Regions from separate parts of the Mus musculus genome. Here region 2 is linked to region 1. The links are chromatin contacts, called in public HiChIP or PLAC-seq maps. All regions are on one chromosome and are shown on one strand. The core of a region is the stretch at or near the end of the contact, and the rest is flanking DNA. Distances in the headings are between cores, read along the strand shown.

Region 1 (6,591 bases), core at 1,948-4,447:
TCACAACCATCTGTACAACTATAGTGTACCCACATACATTAAATAAATAAATAAATAAATAAAATAAATCTTAAAAAAAAAATCTAGCCGATGGATGCAGATGCTGTTTTTCCCTCCCCATCCTCACGAGGGGAAGTTTGTATAGGATTGAATTTGTGCTTCATTTACAGCATCAGCCTTCATGGAGTGGGTGGGCTCTTGGTGTCTGCCATGTGCACTCGTGAGTGTCAGGAGAGGTCAGCACAGGAGAGCACTGACCTTGCCAGTATCATTCCTCTAAATGGAGTTGCTGTGAGGTTCTGATGCGAGTGTGGACAGAGGAAGTCTCTGAAAAGGCCACACAAATAAAAGTAGTAATATCATCTCTGGGATTTACCAGTCAGATGCAAGCCTGCGTGCCGTCTCATCTGCTCCAGTGGGGAACAATTCAAAGCAAATGTATACATCTGCTCTGCGTGAAACTGCTGTCAAGCGATGACTAGAAAGAAAACAAATTGGCGCCTTGTTCTAGGTGAAGAAGAAAGAGGGGTGGAGGAGAGAGGGGGAGTGCAGAAAGTCTAGAAGTTGAGAAGGAGATTTCTCAGCTTCCCTCGATATTGGTTTCTCTTTCTTCTTCCTTAGAGTTCACTTAGGCCTGGCGCCGAGATCCCTGAGTAATGCTTGTTCTAGTGAAGTGGGCCGAAGCCCACAGCCTCAGTTGCAACATTTGGGTATAGTGGGAGGTAGGTGTGCACATAGCCTGCCATTTACACCCATTAGCACCCACGATGGCCCTTACACTAGAGTGTGGTCCACAGTTTGAGGTGCTTTGCTCCTGTTACCTCTTGTCTTCTCACAGCCCCCTCTCAGTTGTTTACAGTTCACCCTCCCTGCAGACTCTACAGTATAGACCCGTCTGATGGTGACACACTCGTGTTTGTATTCAGTGCTCATCCGGGCATACTCGCCGGCTTATAGCCCAAACATGATTGGTTTAAGATCAGAGTCCTCCTGGCCCACATTTTAGAAGGAGATGTTTTAGTGAAGTATTGTTTCAGTTATGAAAACTTACTACAAACTCTGAGACCTCACACAGCCTTCCAAGTGTAGAACCTGGCTGGGTAAAATGGCACTTAAAGGGTTCGGATGCAATCCCGACTTCCTTTTTGTGTGACATCCTTTGTGTGTGTGGATCTGAAAGCTGTGGTAGTGGACACCACACAAGTACATCTCTTGCAGTGTGCACATTCACACTCACGCCTTGTGGCTGCTGGTTTGATTGTGCGTTCATTTCTTTGACACTCAGAAACCAAGCCAATGCAGAGTCCCACTCTCTGTTTTCAGAGAGCAAGCCCGTGGATTCTCAGGAGAATTTGTCTTTCCCATCAGCTCCATGGCATTGACAGCTGATAGGACAGAGGGAGCAGTGTGACCCCAGCGACCAAAAGTTTGACTCAGCATCTCCATCTTGACAGGAAAGGAATTGTGGAGAAAAAAAATCTCATGGGCTTAGTAATTTTTAGTTATGATGGTGAACTGTAGAACTGACTAGTCTCAGGAAAATGCTCGGAGCAATCATGTCAGCAGGTGTACCGCAGCTCTTCATTGCTGTGAGGAGAATATGCCAGCTTACTTTGTTTATCTATGAGTTTGGGGTTATATTTTTGTATTTTTTTCATATGTGGAGTCTCGTGTGCTTTTCATTATTGCAAACATTTATACAATATTTATGGCATGGTACACCCATCATGACCGGTGACAGAGCCTGGAACAAAGCAGACAGGACACTGCTCTTTTGTTTACAGATAGCATGTGAGGTGCTATGCTGTGATGGTGGAGGGATGCTGGGGTGTTGATTTGTGCAAATATTGCTTGTTTATTAGAATGAGCGAGGAGCCATCCAGGAGGCCATGTTTGGCCCTCACAGCATGGAAGGAGATAATGCAGAGGTCTGCAGACGGGAAGGGACCTATGAACCTTCAGGGTAGCCAAGTGGATAGCTGTGGTGGTGAAGGGCAAAGGGGTAGTTGGGAATGGCCTTGGGAATTCTAGTAGAAGGTTGGATCACTTCCAAGTGTCATGGGAAGCTAGAGGGAGGTTGTAAGCAAGAGAATGACATGACCTGAAGCTAAGAAGGGGTAAGAGGAATGAGTCTTCTAGCCATGAAGTTATAAAGAAGGAAAAAGACTTGTGTGCTGGCTTTGCTGCGGCCGCTCTTGCTGTAACCATTCTGATCCCTGTGCACATTGAGGGCTTAGTTGGGATGGAAAGGCTGCTCTGTACAGTTCAGTGCTCTCCTAAGCTCCGGCCTGCTCTGGAACACAGATTAGGGGGACTGCTACTCCGATGAGTAATCTTTATTCTTCCGATAAGTGGCGGATCCCTGCAAACCAATAGTCTGATATGGAAACAGTGTGGCTGTTCTGAGTAAACTCATCTGTCTTCGTCTTCTGGTGGACGGACACACTCAGTGCTGGACATCCCTTGGGAGGAACTACTGAGATGTGGGATAGATCTAGGTTCTGTAGAGACTTAGACTTTATTCCACTGCAGAAGATGTACTTTAGAAGTATCATCATGGCTACAGGTCCCAGGTTAAGGAGAGGTTGGAGCGGGTGATGAGAGTAATGCGGCTATTACATCCTCAGTTAAGGTGTGGGGTCTGCATTAAGACAAGGCACTGGGGCTAAGGGGGTAGCGTGGAACAGAGGGACATAAGGACAGTCTGAGGGACTAGTGGTGGGCCCGTGGGTTTACGTGATAGTACTGTGGCTAAGTCAACGTCTGAGTCTGGACCACTTGAATTTGAATCTTTGCCTCACCACCTAGCATGTGATATGGAACAAGCTATTTGGCTTCTGTGGGCTTCAGTTTCCTAAGTGGCAGAGAGGAGATAATAGGTGTATCTGCTATATAAGGTAAGTATGAGATATATGCACAGTATTCTCAGGATCTTAATTGTTATTGTCCGTTTTTCTTAGAAGCAAGCAGATTGTTGAGTATTCTGCAAGGGCCGAGGAACAACTAGAGTGCCATTTATAACCTATTGTTGTTCTTGAGCAGAAGGGTCAATGAGTTCCAGGAAAGCATGCACAGTGCCAGTTCTGTGGTCACCACAGGAAGTCGGTTTTAAAACATTTCCACAGAGTGGACAACCAGCAGGAAGAGAAATGAAGGCAGAGGCCAACTCTGTAGGCTGACTGAATGCCTCTCTTCGCATTGCAAAACCTGCTGGGCTCCATGTCATAAGCACTCAAGAAAGGTCACTGTGGTTCTCTCCAAAGTGTCTCGGGCCACGGCATGAGTGTCAGGAGCGTCTTCACATACGGCATAGTCCTTTAATCCCAAGTCCTTGGAGTTTTATCCGGCAGTTAGAAAAGTCATAGTGGCAAGGTGACTGAACCAAGAATCGGTGAAAAGAAAACAAAGCGAGAGACAAGCCAGGTGCCTTGTCCGAGCTTGTCTGTCGTGGTTGGCTTCTTCTCTGTCCCCTCCCTGAGACTTATTTGTGCTTGTTTCCCCACTGTCACACTGTGTTTCTCAAGTGGCAACCAGAACACCAAAGCCACTGCTCACACTGTGGCTTTCTTTGGAGCACAGGGTCAGAAGTCCTTTGTCACCCAGAACCTGAGGTGACTTTTCTTGAAGCTCCTAGCATTTGGGGGCTGGAGGTGGGGGAGACAAGAAAATCTCCAAGTATTCGCTCTTTCTTGGTAAAATTTTAAAAGTTAAACGGTTTTTAAGTGTAGAAACCAATCTTTGCTTTGACCCATTGGTAGGTTCCCTAGAGCTGCTATTGAAGTGACAGGGCAGGGGACTGCTGTTCATCTGTGTCTGGCCAGGGTTCTCATCGCTTCAGCACTCAGTGATAGGAGGCACTGTGCTCCCTCGCTGTCCCTGCTTTCTGAGTGTGCACATGGCAATGAAGCAGGCCGCATCCCTCTGCCATTTTTAACCTGCTTCCATAAAACTCACAGACGCAGATAGCTTGAAGACCGTCTCTGTGGGATTGGGGTCCCGTAAGCAGTCAGCTGGGAGCCCAGGAATCACTTTCATCCTACTAATTGCACAGGAGCCCCTCCCTCTGGTGATATCTGGGTATCTTGTCTGTCTAGTTTTTTGTTGTGTCTGTGACTTCCAGCAACCATGTAGGAGAGACTCAACAAGTATTTGTTGAATGAATTAATTGGCTTAAGTGCATTTAGGAGCAAACAAAACCACAAATTATAAGTTAGCCCACTGCTGAGATGCATAGGGAACGCTAGCAAGTTCTCAATGACCTAATCGGCCTAGAATTAGAAATAAAATCTAGTTTCTTGCCATTCTTACTGTTACTTGTAAGTCTTACTAATGAACCTCGGGGTTCTGTAATTTCCCATTTACGATTTCTGTCATTCACTTAGCATTTCTTTAATGTTAATTAATGTTAAGCTTCATCCCTTTGAGTCATTAAGTGAAAGAGTTTGTGTTCGCACTATGATCTGTACTATTAGATTTGTAAACAGCAGAACCCCCTCCTTTTCTTCATATACTAAGGTTTCTTTAGTATCTCATTTAAGTCCCCTGCACAACGGAGGCTATGTTGATACTGTCTTCTCTAACTGACCCCAGGAGTGCATCACGAGCCCTGGGATTGGGGAGCTCGTAATCTGTCAGGCAGATAAGCTTTTTCTTTACGGCTGACACCTGCCTTTTCACACGGGTGGTTTTGACCACTCATACTTAGTGAACAAAGTGTTTGCTGTTTCGTTTTCTTTTCATTTGGAGAGATTTGGCCCTATGTTCCTCCCAGCCATCAGTATTTTTGATACGCTACCTTCATTTCCTCTCTTAAGCATCAGACTTTATAAATCTACCTTTTTCTCTCTTAAGTTCAGACTTTATAAATCTATCTTTTTTCCCTATACCCTATTTTCAGTCATAATATTATTTTGTTTTTGATTCCCTAGTAGTTTGTGACTCTAGAGTAGAGTTAAACTAGCATGTAGGCAAATTTATTAACAGGAGACACTCAGTAGAGGCCACAAGCTGTCCCTAGGGACTTCAGCTGTTGTAGAATTCCGTAGTTCCCCATGCAGCCCGTTGCTCTCCTGGCTTCTCTTGCGCCCTTTGGTGAAGCTGTCCATCCTCCTTAGGCACGGTTTAGTTATGTAAGACCATGTAGGGATGAGGGAGACTGGGTTTCGCCCAAAGAAGGCCTTTGGCACCAAGGCACTATTACTTTTAAGTGTTGTCGATATCAGTCTATGTAAGGAGTTAAAAATGCTGGAGATGACTTGAAGGCCCAGCTTTTAGTAAAAGTAGTATGGCTAGATGAAAAATGAAAAGGATTTTAGTACTTCACATACGGTATTTTATTTGTGGACAGCGAGTAATAAGTAGGCTTGCACTTTGCCTTGTGTCAATTATCTGATCTATAGTGTTCTTATGGGAATTATTTGATGTGTGTGGGTTCTAGCCTATTGAGTTTTGGTAGTCTTAAGTATTCAGATGTGGAGACTGAGTGTGCAATATATTGTAAAGCAATAACATATTGCTTTATGTTACTAGGCAGCACATTACCATGGTGAAAGGAAGCTGCTTTTAAATCTTAACACTGCTGCCTGTCCTGGTTGGTTGAGTAACTTTGGTTACTTCTTTGCTTCTCCTCGAGTGAAGCAGTGACAGTTCCTGTCGTAACAGCTGGCTGGAAGGAATGGGCATCTGGTCCAAAGTGATGCTCAGTCTTGGTGCCAGCTCTTCTCCTTCCTCTGCATTTAAAGCCCAGTTTCTTAGAAGCGCTTTACAGTGTCAGGGGAACAGTACTTGACAGGAGATGAGAAAGATGCAGCATCTCTTTCCAAGACATGTGCTCAAGGTGCTCAAAAAAAATTAAATTAGGTTCTGCATTTTATTACCCGATCTTAAGCTTGAAAGATCCCCGTTTTCTCTGTCAGGGGGCCTGTGCTGTAGGGTATACTTATGCTAAACACAGTACTGAGAGAGAGGATTTGCCAGAGACCTGTGCCCCCCAACTTTGTGTGAACTATAAAGCTGCATTTTATATCTGAATTTTAAGTCACACATCAACTTCATCATCATCATCATCATCATCATTAATATTATATTGGAAAGAAAAAGAAACGAGCTACCTAGTATCATTTCTGGGACTCCAAAATCTAGGGAGTAAAGACATTGACAGCTTGATATGGGGCTTTGTGCTTGGTGTGTGTGTGTGTGTGTGTGTGTGTGTGTGTGTGTGTGTGTATTCTTATGCATGTGCACATATGTAGCAGGACATTCATGAGCCTATGTGTGCTAGATGGAGGACAGACATCGTTCTCTTTCACTTGCCATCTTAGCTTTTGTGACTGTCTCTGATTGAGCATGGAGCTCATGGATTCCGTTAGATTGTCCCACGGATCTTACTTTCTCTACCTTCCAGTGCTAAGGTAACAGACATGTGCTGAAGTACCCACCTTTTCATGTGGGTAGTAGAGACCCTAGCTTACGTCCTCACTTTTTTTTTGATTTACTTATTTTTGTTTTATGTGTGTGGATGTTCTGCCTGCATGTATGTCCGTGAACATGTCTACAGTACCCATGGAGGTAAAGTGCTGGATCCCCTGGAAC
Region 2 (6,614 bases), core at 24-2,523, 150 kb before region 1:
ACACACGCTCGACACATGCACTTGGAACAGACAGAAGGAACAGTGATGCCCCCCAGCAATCGGAAGACCAACTGGTACAGGTGAGGTTTTCTCCTTTATGTATCAGTGTTTTGTTCCACAGAAGATAGGGAAAGTACCCTGAGGGCCTTTTCTGCCTTTGTTATTATTTTTTAAGCTGATGTGTGGAACTAAGAATATGTGACCTGAAACTGCCATGAGGAAATCATGAGGTCCTTAGTCTTTTACAATAAAGGCAGCAACATGAAACTCCTGATTACTCTCCCCAAAATATCCTTATTTCTACCCCACTCCTGCCTGTGTTTCAGCCTTAGGCAGACACGGCACATTACTGTCTGAAAGGTGATCTTTATGACCAATGGCCTTGGTATAAATGAGGGTGCCCTGGAGTCCCATTTTTCTTAATGTCTTTTCTGTGACAACTATCTGAGGTTCTCTACTGGAGCTTTCTCTTTTTCTAGTCTTCCTGGGCTGTCCTTTCGCCAGCATGCTCTGAGGGAGAGAGCGCCACTCCCTTTAAGCTTTTATAGAACTCAGGGTTTATTGTATGAATTTGTTATTGCTTAGTCTTAAGTCGATTATTTCTATTGTCAGTCACCTATCCAGGTGTCTCAGGGCTACCTCAGCAGCCTGCACTGGCTCACAAGTCAAGTGGGTTCTGGCTTGTGTCCCGGGCTACTTGTGTTACTACTGCCCCCTCCCCTGCCCCCATCGTTTTTGCCTGTGTTTGGTACATATATGTTGCCCTCTGAAGAGCAAGCAGATTTGTTGGTAGTAAGCATGAGAGATGTGGGGAGCCCAACTTGCTGAAGGACTTTCTTTCATTGACAGTGGTGAGTGGCCCTGGACTGGCCGAGGGAGGACACGCTTCCTCCGTTTAACACAAACGCACACACAATGAGGACAGACTGCTCCTGCTTCAGCTAGGAGTGCTGCTAAGGCACAGTTCGCACTGGAGTAGTTGGAGAGTGGAGTTTGCCCTTCCCAATCCGTGTGCAATCTGCTCAGAGCTAAAAACAACTGTTAGCGGTTTATAATTACCATCTTTGTCTCCAGGCTTGGCTCACACTGCAGGTGTTAGAGGCACTGGTTCTTTGTCTTCTTAAAGTCCCATGCCTTGCTTCACGTAGATTCAGAGGGCACCTGTGCCATCAAGACTCGTCTCGGATACCACAGCAGGAATCCTTTTCTGTTTCTATTAGTTCTTTTAATTTTTTCTGGTCCAGGTTAGTTCTTGCTGAGGTGTGGCTGCCTCTAAGAACACTGTTGAATTGGTGCCATGGCAACGTTTGGAAAGTAGCTACTGCTAGGATACGGCTCTGACACTTATTACTTTATTTGCATATCAAACCACCTGTTCCAAAGATGAAAATATACATGTCTGCATACTTATTCCAGCCTGGATAAAAGGGTGATATCTGGTTAAGTACATGCGTTGAGTTTTTTCCCCTTGTGACTGTAAGAATAAAACCTCAGGTCCTCTTCTCAGCATCTCTTTCACATGTAGACTAGAATCCAGGCTTAGTGTGTGGATAAGGTTTGGGACTCTCTTGTCTGTGCAGTAGCCAGGGAGATCTGCTTTTCTGTTCCCTGAGCTAAAGTGGCTTCAGCTAGAGATGAAGGAGAGCAAGTTTGGACCAACAGACCCTAAGTCCACAAAGGGACTTCTATCTATCTATCTATCTATCTATCTATCTATCTATCTATCTACCTATCTATTTTTGGTAACATTTAAAGAAAAGATTTATTTTATATGAGAGTTTTGCCCTGCTTATTTATATATGAATGCAGTACCTGAGGAAACTAGAAGAGTATGTGTGAGCTCCTGAAGCTGGAGTTACAAACGGTGTCGAGCCACCACCTGGGTGGTGGGAACTGGACTCAGGTCCTGTGCAAGAGCAAAAGTGCTTGTGACTGCTGAGCCATCTTCCCAGCCCCAGAGGGAGTGTTTGACTTTGTCTAAACACAAATCATGGGAAGTGACAGCTCTTTCCTTCCTCTCAGAAGTTCCCTGGGGAACCCATGCTACCTGTATGCGTGGCTCTGTTCACGTGAGACAAGCATTGCTTTTGGTGCAGCCCGGCCTTTCTCTCTTCATCCTTTCTCACTCTCTCACTGGCCTCGTCTTCCTGCTCCCCATTTCTCAGACTCAGGACACTGCTCGTTGTGATCCCTTGTTCTTCCTCAGGCTACTTGAATGAGTAAGTGCGGACTCGCTGTGTAGTCTATTAGTTACTAGGAACAGCTTTTAAGCATAAGCTCTGATTCCTCAGGGAGAATGGGCTCCCAGAGGCACCTCCTGTTTGCTGGTTTTGGTGTTACTTCCGTTGTTGTGCTTCCGTTGTCAGACTCTGGTGGCCGTTGTCAGCTGTCCTCTCCCAGCCACGGGGCTCCCTGGAGGCTGGCTGTGTTCTCTTGGGCTCTGTGTTTCCCAGGGTCTCTAGTGCACTAGTCCGTTCTCAGCTAATGGTGTTCAGTTGCTTTTCTGTGGCACATTCGCTGTTGGATCTCATCCTTCCCTACCTACCTTTTGCCTGAATCACGCCCTTCTTGGTTTTGCTGTTACGTCTGGAACATCTCCTCACGGAATTTACTCATGACTGAAAGTTGATTCTCATACTTCATCTCCTGCTTAGTTCTAACAGTGATACTCCACCATACAGTAATATATAAAAAGTTGTGTGTGGTGGTATATGCCTTTATTCCTAGCAGTTGGGGAACGGAATAAAGTCTGGCAGATGTCTGTGAGTTTGAGGCGAGCTTTGTATTGAGTTCTAGGCTAGCCAGGGCTAGTAAGATCTTATCTATTTTTTTTTTAAGTAAATCTAAAAAATGTGGTAGTTTTATAAGCTTTTGAGATATTATATAATAAAAAAAGGACTTGGCATGCCATAGGTCTAGTCAAGCAGGAAAAGGAGGAAACAAGCCCCACAGACTTGTTGGTCATCCTGTGTGTAGCATGCAACTTCAGTGGTGGGTTAGATACTCACTAAATCATGTCCTAAAGAATGTTAAACCAGGCTGGGCAGTGGTGGCGCATACCTTTAATCCCAGCACTTGGGAGGCAGAGGTAGGAGGATTTCTGAGTTCGAGGCCAGCCTGGTCTACAGAGTGAGTTCCAGGACAGCCAGGGCTACACAGAGAAACCCTGTCTCGAAAAACTAAAAAAAAAAAAAAAAAAAAAAGAATGTTAAGCCAGAAGCAGCAGCAAACATGCACCATGTAATACATCCACTTGTGTACTTGGGTGGTTTTAGGAAGCTCACTGATATTTAAAATATATATTAAATTTCTAATTATCACATAACAATGGAAGATACTTATGTGTAATGATTAGGCTAATTGGTATAACCATCTTAGTTAGGGTTTTACTGCTGTGAACAGCCACCATGACCAAGGCAACTCTTATATAAGGACAACATTTAATTGGGGCTGGCTTAGAGGTTCAGAGGTTCAGTCCATTATCATCAAGGTGGAAGTATGGCAGCATCCAGGCAGGCATGGCGCAGGAGGAGCTGAGAGTTCTACATCTTCGTCTGAAGGCTGCTATCAGAATACTGACTTCCAGGCAGCTAGGACTAGGGTATCAAAGCCCATGCCCACAGTGACACACATATTCCAACAAGGCTACATCTCCTAATAGTGCCACTCCCTGGGCCAAACATATATAAACCATCACACTGTCACTTCAAATATTTATTATTTCTTTCTGTTGGAAACATTTGAAGTCTTCACATACTTTTGCAGCACACAATTAACTGTGGAATGTTAGAGGTTGTCCTTTTATCTCGTCGGACCGGACTCTGTACCTTGCCAGTCTCCTCACTACACTCCTTTCCTTTTGCTTCCCAGACTTTAGTGAGTAGTCAGGTGCCCTTGCATCTTCAGAGGACAGCCTTGTGTGTGGCCTGCCTTGCTTGAGAAAGGGCTTCAGTGTTTACTGCCACCATCTCTGGGTTTGCTGGCCTTGGAGCTTTCTGTGATTCCCCTGCCTCTGCCTCCGATGTCTCGGAGGACATGTTGAATACGGATGCTTGCCCTGCCTCTGCCTCCGATGTCTCGGAGGACATGCTGAATATGGATGCTTGTGCTGCTGCATCTGGCTTTTACATGGATTCTAAGGATAACCCTGAACTTTGTTTGTCCAAAGGAAACAAACACCACCACCACCAGCAGCAAAAGAAAGTTCTGCCCATAGTTCTGAAGCAGAACATTGCTGGTGGATGCTTAGCAGGAGGGAGAAGCTGCTGTCTCAGTCCGCCTCCCAGTTTCATAATCTTTCTGTTGTGTTTTTAAAGATTTATTTTACTTATAATGAGTGCACTGTCTCTGTCTTTGGACACATCAGAAGAGGGCATCAGATCTCAGTACAGATGGTTGTGAGCCACCATGTGGTTGCTGGGAATTGAACTCAGGACCTCTGGAAGAGCAGTCAGTACTCTTAACTGCTGAGCCATCTTTCCAGCTCCCTCATAATCATTCTGATGAACTATGTGCATCATCCATATCAAAGTATGTAGTTGTAATAAAGATTATAGAATTCGGATTTAAAAAGACCTTTACTCGGTTGGATATTTTAGTCAGTGATCGGCAGCCTGATTTGGGATATAGCCAAGATAGCTGCGCTTATGAAGGCTGCATAGGAGGTAATGCTCTTTTTGGGTGACAGAGTAATTTATATTTTATGGCTCCTGTTATTAACTTTTATTAGAGCACATCGTATTTAATTAATCACATAATCTATCTTGTGTTTCAGTTTGGTATAATCTCTCAATGCTCAAACCTACATAGTAAGTCACAGGGAAATGGGACTTGGATTTAAAAAGCAAGCCTGAGGTGAAGAAAGGCAGAGGACTCAGGAGGCTTTGTGGAGCTTGCCAGGTAGTTTGATGGAAGAGAGAGAAAGGAGAGGGTGGGCAGAAAGGAGGAGAAGACAGAAAAGCCAGGATCCTGGGCATGGTGGTTCAGGCCTGTGACCCCAGCAATAGGAACACAAAGGCAAGAGGATCAGGAGGAGTTTGGGATTATCATTGCTTATGTAGGCAGTTCTAGGCCAACCTGGGCTACACAAGACCTTATCTCAAAGAGGGGTGGGAGGAGCAAAAGATGGATCTTCTCATTTGAATTTGTAGATAAAATGGCCACAGGGTGGCAGCACAGTCCAAACTCCGGGACTGGTTGGCGGACACTTTAGCATTCTTCCTTGTGGATTTCTCTCATTGTCCAGGAGCAGCAAGCAGCAAATGCTGCGGATTAAAGGTGACTTCCCTGAAGGAGAGGGAAGGGTAGGGAAAGGTGCCACCGTGACCTCTGCACAGTACGCTCCAAAGAAGGCTTCAAACTGGCAGGACTCACTTAACATTCCAACCATAAATACAACTAAACTAGATCTAAAACACAATCATTCTTAAATGTAATACAAATTATTTTATGAAAGAACAAAATGGCAAATAAAACATAAGACCATTTTTCTACAATCAGTCCAACTGATCTGTACATTAAAAAAAATGAGTGCTTAATAAATGTATGCAGAATGCTTACCTGTTTTTTGGCACTGAGACTTGACCCCACAGCCTTGGGTGTGTGAGGTGAGCACTCCACCTCGGAACCGTGTGCCCAGCCCTGGCTTTGCCTTGGTAGTGTGTCCTTCTGTTGTTTAGCTGAGAAATGGTCACCAAGACCTGTGTGGTCAAGATTATACCCTAGGTTTCTCCCAGGCGTTTTAGTTTCCAGTCCCAGTAGCTAGATCTTTAATCCGTTTTAAGATTGTGTGCGTGTGCATGTGTGTGTGTGTGTGTGTGTGCAGTGTGGGACAGAGCTCCAGTTTCAGCCTGTAGCTTGTGGATAGTCCAGCTTTCCCAGTAACATTTGTTGACTAGAGCAGCACCTCCCACCCTGGTGGTGTGGTACCCTTGCTGAAAATCATTTGAGCATCTATGTCAAAGTTCATTTTGGGCCTCTGTATTCTGTTTTATTGGTACGTCTCTGTATGTCTTCCATTGTGTAAATACCAACAGAACAAAGAAAATAATTCTCTTTGTAGAAGAATAGAATAGAAAAAGGCATAGAATTACAAAAATGATACATGATGATTATTGAAAGTATGTGCATTGTTAATTAACATTGAGATTCACTGTGACTCTCATCAAACCCATGGAGTAGAAATATGTATGTTTTAAATGGTGTGTGTGGCTGGGCAGTGGTGGTGCACGCCTTTAATCCCAGCACTTGGGAGGCAGAGGCAGGTCTCTGAGTTCGAGGCCAGCCTGGTCTACAGAGTGAGTTCCAGGATGGCCAGGGCTACACAGAGAAACCCTGTCTCAGGGGTGGGGGGTGGGGGGAAGGTGTGTGTGAGCACACGTGCACACACACACGTGATGCACATCATGGTGAGTGTGTGGAGGTCAGAGGGCAGTTGGTTAGATGGTAGTGGGTTCTCTCCTTTTTCTTGTTTCATCAGGGTCTCGGGTTATCTCTGCTTCTGTACTGCATGCGTGTTCCAGGCTAGCTGCCTCACGAGCTCTGTGTGAGTCTCCTGTCTCCACTTCTCATCTTAGAATAGGGATGTGGGCTACAGATGTGGAGCATTGCACCTG

The links. HiChIP or PLAC-seq counts read pairs in DNA pulled down with a chosen protein or histone mark.
Region 2: an H3K4me3 HiChIP or PLAC-seq map of the 230-238 cell line shows a contact between it and region 1, with 18 read pairs. The contact joins the promoter of Apobec4 here to the enhancer-like site in region 1. A contact is called at or near these places in 8 of 39 promoter capture datasets (the C10 cell line, the HPC-7 cell line, Sertoli cells and 4 more), 2 of 15 datasets of contacts at CTCF or cohesin (both in the NIH/3T3 cell line), 2 of 484 Hi-C or Micro-C datasets (bone marrow-derived macrophages and nephron progenitors), 7 of 115 datasets of contacts at active chromatin or transcription factors (the 230-238 cell line, the HPC-7 cell line, fibro-adipogenic progenitors and 3 more) and 3 of 9 other capture datasets (adipose tissue, liver and pancreatic islet).

Annotation. Positions count from the first base shown.
Region 1 is chr1:152,596,082-152,602,672 of GRCm38.p6, reverse strand. All of the region lies in intron 2 of Rgl1 (ral guanine nucleotide dissociation stimulator,-like 1), which reads left to right. Among named protein-coding and RNA genes, the nearest start is that of Rgl1, 26 kb to the left of the region's middle. Within about 2 kb of position 3,197, at least 41 of the 459 cell types and tissues checked have an H3K27ac peak or open chromatin away from gene starts, as enhancers often do. A contact at or near this core is called in the 230-238 cell line, the HPC-7 cell line, adipose tissue and 1 more, where this site is marked.
Region 2 is chr1:152,745,210-152,751,823 of GRCm38.p6, reverse strand. Apobec4 (apolipoprotein B mRNA editing enzyme, catalytic polypeptide-like 4 (putative)) reads right to left here and starts at 1,273. Exons shown (of 2, transcript NM_001081197.1): 1 at 1,060-1,273. It also overlaps a transcript of Rgl1 not described here.